Linked DNA regions of Ovis aries: region 1 is linked to region 2. The links are chromatin contacts, called in public Hi-C maps. All regions are on one chromosome and are shown on one strand. The core of a region is the stretch at or near the end of the contact, and the rest is flanking DNA. Distances in the headings are between cores, read along the strand shown. Region 1 has its middle 150 kb from the start of MYC. Region 2 has its middle 300 kb from the start of MYC.

What was found. A called contact is a pair of places that touch in the nucleus more often than the background predicts.
Region 1: a contact with region 2 is called in a Hi-C map of liver, with 7 times the contacts expected there. The contact joins two enhancer-like sites. A contact is called at or near these places in 2 of 16 Hi-C or Micro-C datasets (liver and mixed tissues).

What each region holds. Positions count from the first base shown.
Region 1 is chr9:25,884,179-25,886,878 of ARS-UI_Ramb_v3.0, forward strand. No RefSeq gene overlaps it. Among named protein-coding and RNA genes, the nearest start is that of MYC, 150 kb to the left of the region's middle. Within about 2 kb of position 1,318, at least 12 of the 54 cell types and tissues checked have an H3K27ac peak or open chromatin away from gene starts, as enhancers often do. A contact at or near this core is called in liver, where this site is marked.
Region 2 is chr9:25,440,582-25,443,281 of ARS-UI_Ramb_v3.0, forward strand. No RefSeq gene overlaps it. Among named protein-coding and RNA genes, the nearest start is that of MYC, 300 kb to the right of the region's middle. Within about 2 kb of position 1,415, at least 19 of the 54 cell types and tissues checked have an H3K27ac peak or open chromatin away from gene starts, as enhancers often do. A contact at or near this core is called in liver, where this site is marked.

The DNA.
Region 1 (2,700 bases), core at 68-2,567, 440 kb after region 2:
GCCTCTCAAGGAAGGCTTGGTGTCACTTCTTTTGGTGTCCACCTCTCTCTCATAACCTTAGCCGATAGGTCACTGAGTTTTGCTCAGTGTGGTCCCAGATTTCTCTTCAATACAATATCCTTTCTGCACTGTCCCCTCATCATTTACCTGAGTTTTTAGCTTCCAGGCTCTTTCCTGACCACTTATTCCAGATTCCACACTGCCTGTTTCCTCAAATCACAAAGCTGAATGTGGTACCGCTTGCTGGAAACACTTCCACGGCCTTCTTTGCTTGTGGCATCAAGTCCAGCTACCTCCTTTCCGGCTTCTTAGCTCATCAGTCTCCTGTCCGCACTCTTAGCCACATTCCCTGGAATCGTCGTCAAGCCTGCCCACAACTGTGCCCTAGTTCCTTCTGCCTCAAACATTTGCCCTGCTGGGTTGGCCTGGACAACCCCCCACCTCCTCTATCATGTCTCAGCCCCAGTGCCTGCTCTTTTAGGGGCCCTCCCCGTTTCCCTGTGCCCTCATCACTCAGGCTTTGTTGCTGCTTCCTTGGATACCCCAACCCTCAGCACTTAGCTGCCACCCTGGTTATAACCTTGACCCTTGTGGTTCAGGAATGGGTCAGGTTGTTTGCTCCTGTGAATTCCTTAAAAGAATTGCATCTCCTGTACCTGGAACAGTGATTGGCACAAAGGAGCTTTTCAGTGAGTATTTGTGGAATAAATGGGCTGAGGGACAGCGTGATAGGGTGGATCAGAGAAAGCAAAGGATTCTCTGGGAGAGCCTGAATCCACGATTTGGTTTATCCATTGCTTTACCATGGGGTTTCCTGGTGACTCAGATGGTAAAGAATCTGCCTGCCTTGAAGGAGATCCAGGTTCTATCGCTGGGTTGGGAAGATCCCCTGGATGAGGAAATGGCAACCTGCTCCAGTGTTCTTGCCTGGAGAATTCACAGACAGAGGAGGCTGATGGCTTACAGTCCATGGGATTGCAAAGAGTCGGACACGACCGAGTAACTTTCACTTTCTTTTCACTTTTGTATTACTTGAGTGGCTTTGGGCAAGTTATATATCTGAACCTTGTGGGGTTTTGTTGTTGTTTTTTAGCCTTTATAACAGAATTGTTGAGAATGCTTCAGTGAGAAAATGGAAAGGAGAGTGCTTTAGAAAATAAAAGTGAAACAGGAAGCAAATGTTGTTTATGTGGTTATTATTAACAGAAAACAAAAGTAGCTTGTGGGTTTGAATAGCAGCTTGATGACCAAGGTCTGCGCTTGTGCTTTTGGTTGAGGGTGGAAAGGGCCGTGTCTAATCCCAGGAGTGTGGTGCCTCCAGGCAGCTCTCCTGTCTGGGCTCTCCAGGGTCAGGTGAGGACACTTCTGGTCACTCCCACCTCCTTTCATCTGCCATGAGGCTCTGATGAGATAATTCATGTTAAACATCCAGAGTGAAAGTGTCTGGAAAAGGTCCTGGAGCTACTCAAATGCACGGTGCTTCTTCCATGAGCCTGGCACCCTCCTGGGAGGCTTGTGTTCTTGGCCCTGGTCTGAGATTTGCAATCCCAATCCTGCTTCGAGTCTCACTTGATTGATGCCGCATCTTCTGGCTGCAGACGAAGCTGCGGGCTAGTTCCTGCTTCTCATTTCACCCCAGTGCTGGCATGGCCAGATTCCAAGACTTCGCTCCCTCAGGAGCTCATTGCTAAATTAATGTTTACCCCATAGCCAGGAGGGGAAAGCCCTGTTTTCATACTTACTGTCATTTCAATGAAGCTTTCCCTAACTTCCCAGACAAGGTGAACCCCTTACTTCTCCACCATCTTGTGTTCTTACTCATTAACTTTGTAATTTGATCACAGTTATGGTGATATCAAAGTGTTTGCTATCAATCTCCCTCCTGGACCGTATCTGATTCTTTGCCCTTTCTCATTCTGCCTGATACATAGACAATGTCAGTAAATATTTGTTAAGCAAATAAGTGAAAGAATGTTCTGAACTTATTCAGTCCTCTTTACGTGTACTGTGTGTTCCTACCTTGGAACCTTTGCTCCTCCTATTTACCCAGCAGGAATATCCTCTCTCTCTGTCTCTCTCTTGAACAGGCACGCACATGTGCACACATACACACAAACACACACACACCCCTATTAGATGAGATAAAGCATGCAAGCTGACCCACCGAAAAAGACCCTGATACTGGGAAAGATTGAAGGCAAAGGGAGAAGGCAGAGGAAGAGATGGTTAGATAGCATCACTGACTCAATGAACACAAATTTGAGCAAGCTCCAGGAGACAATGGAGGACAGAGGAGTCTGGCGTGCTGTAGTGCATGAGGTCACAAAGAGACCGGACTTAGTGACTGAAAAACAACAACAATGCAAGGCTATTAGCACAGCAACAAGCAGAGTAGAAGCACAAGGCAGGGCTTAGCAGCAGCGCTGCACGTCTTCCTGCTGAGCCTCTCATTGCGGCCATCTCCCTAATTCTGTGCAGCACTCACAGCCTGGCACCCGCAGCTATGCTTGCTCAGTGCTTGTTGCATAGATATGCAGACCTTGTCATCTTTCCTGAAGACGGACTGGAATCTACGGCATCACCTGGTGGGTGTTCTCACCTCCATTTTCCAGATGGAGAACTCCTGGCTCAGAGTGGGGAAGAAACTTGCTCATCATGCCTGGCCCTCTGCTTGCCTGGTGGGTGGGTGGGTGGGGAGCT
Region 2 (2,700 bases), core at 165-2,664:
GAAATTCCTGGGGGCCAAGTGCCTTAGCTTAGGAGTGTGACTGGTTTCAGAAGGTGCTAGAAGAGGGTCTTAAAAGGGGGTAGGGGAGAAAATTTCACACAGGAGAGGGGCTGACCACCAGCTGGACATTCTCAGCCAGAGAGTTTGCAGCCCCCATGGTGCTGGGAGGGTTTGCTGAGCCCAACTTCCTACCTTAACAGGTGAAGGGGTGAAAATGGAGGTAGATGGTTCTTCCAGGTTTAAGCTCAGGCACCTGGTGCACAGAGAGGAGCAGAACTCTGTCCAATCCTTGACCCTGGGAAGGCCCAGCTTCTTCACCCCCTTTTATATCCTGATACTCACACCAGGGCGGCCATCAGCAGTCCTGCCTGAGGTTGTGAGACTGAGTCCCTGAGGTCACAAAGTCTTGACTGAAGATACATCCCAAGTTTTCCCTATGACTGTGAATAATGATCGCATTTGGAGATCAAACCAGTCAATCCTAAAGGAAATCAACCCTGAATATTCACCAGAAAGACTGATGCTGAAGCTCCAGTACTTTGGCCACCTGATACAAAGAGCCGACTCACTGGAAAAGACCCTGATGCTGGGAAAGATTGAATGCAACAGGAGAAGGGGGCTACAGAGGATGAGATGGCCGGATGGCATCACCGACTCAACATACATGAGTTTGAGCAAACTTTGGAGATAGTTAAGGACAGGGAAGCCTGGTGTGCTGCCATTCATGGGATCGCAAAGAATCACACAAGAGTGACTGAGCAACGAATAACAACTAATGGTTAGCATTGAGTGCTGGCGGTGTGTTTTCACAGGCTATCCTCTTTAAGTATTTAATCTTTATAACTTGATGAGAAGTTATTACATATACATTATATTTATGTAATATTACACGATATGCCACCAAAAAATCTCAAGTGTAAGCAGTCGCTCTGTGCCGTGCTGAGTCCACAGCTAGGATTAGACCCAGGCTGTTGGGTGCTACAACCTTTGTCCTTCAGAACCTTTTCACATCTTTACGACACTCCTCTAGTGTACGAGACACACCCCAGTGACATTCGGTAGAAGAGAAAAAGAGATGACGGAAGAGTCTGCGTCTGGGGGACACTGGAGTCCCTGTTGTCTCCCCGGAGGAGGAGAAAAAGGCCACGTGTGTGCTGTGGAGGAACGGGTGAACGAGCCTGCTGGGTGACACGGGGCTTAGAAGGCGATTCTGAGTAAAGGTCAAGCTTTCCAGAGTGAGAGAGCAGGCTGAAGGCTAGTGGCTCTATCCAAGCGGCACTGGCTTAGCAGGCTGCCAAGGCGAGTGCTGAACTTGGCCTGGCACGTAGAGTTGTATAATCATCTCAGCCCTGCCGGGTCACTCCAGAACACCAGGGCAACCTTCGTACCAGAAAAACAAGCTCACGAACGCCTGCCAGTTAGGACAGTCAGAGGAGTAAACAGAGGACTAATCACACACCAGGGGCCCGCTAGCAGCCTCCCTGTCCTGCTGGCCTGATAATAATCACACACCAGCATTTATGGATCACATGCATGACAGACTTGGGAGGTCTCAGAAGCTGTACATGCACTATCTCTTAAATCATCAAGAGGAGTTCTTAGGACTTCCCTGGCAGTCTAGTGGTTAGGACTCTGTGCCTCTACAGCAGGGGGGCAGGGGTTCAATCCTTGGTCAGGGAATTGAAATCCCATATGCAGCTCAGCATGGCAAAAAATAAATAAATAAGAGTATAAAAAGAAAAGTCCATAAAGAAAGTACTAAAATCATCCCATTTCACAGATGAGGGTCAAGAATTTGCCATGGATCCTTGAGCTGTTCCACAGTGGAGCTGGAATGTGTCCCCAGGGAACCTGATCCCAGGAGGTACACCCATGGCCTCTGTGCTAAAGAGGGGCAGCTGGGCATGGGGTCATGGAAACAAAGATCTCAGATTCTGGGAGTGTGTGGAATCTGATCTTAGCTCTACCGCTTCTCGCTGGAGATGGGTGACCTTGGATTAACTATGCTCAGCGTCCATTAATTAATGGATAAAATGCAGATTCCTAGGTTCTAGGGCAGTGGTGAGAATGAGGGATATAAGCAAAGTGGCTGCCAATAGTTCCTTCCTAACTGGCATCTGGTTCTCATGAGGCATACAGCCTCTACCACCTACCAGAGTACAGCATAGGTCTTCTCTGAACCTCAGGCTTCTCTTCAGCTCCCATCAGGAATCACCCCCCCAAAAAAATAAAATAAAGTAAATAATAAAGAGTCACTCCACTCTCCTGGGCTACACTCTCTTTTTAGTGGACGCCCAGCTAGAGTTGCATCAGGTGACCCCAAAGGCTACCCCAAAAACATGTTCTCTGATCACCCAACCCCAGGTCTTCCTCCGTCCCAGCACAGTGAGCCTTTAACCCCACCCATTCATCCTCTTGACAGTTCATTACCCTCCCTCCATTCAGGGAACAACCAAGGAAACGTAAAAGGTAGAAAATTCAGCTGAGGCAATCTGGCTTATTTCTAGAAGTTAAGACACTCAGTCTGGAGTGCAAAGAAATAGAAACCTTGAACTCACCAAAGGCAGGTGAAGACAGTCTTCTGTAAGCCTTCCCTGATAGCTCAGTCAGTAAAGAATTTACCTGCAATGCAAGAAACCCCGGTTCGATTCCCGGGTCAGGAAGATCCACTAGAGAAGGGATAGTCCACCCACTCCAGTA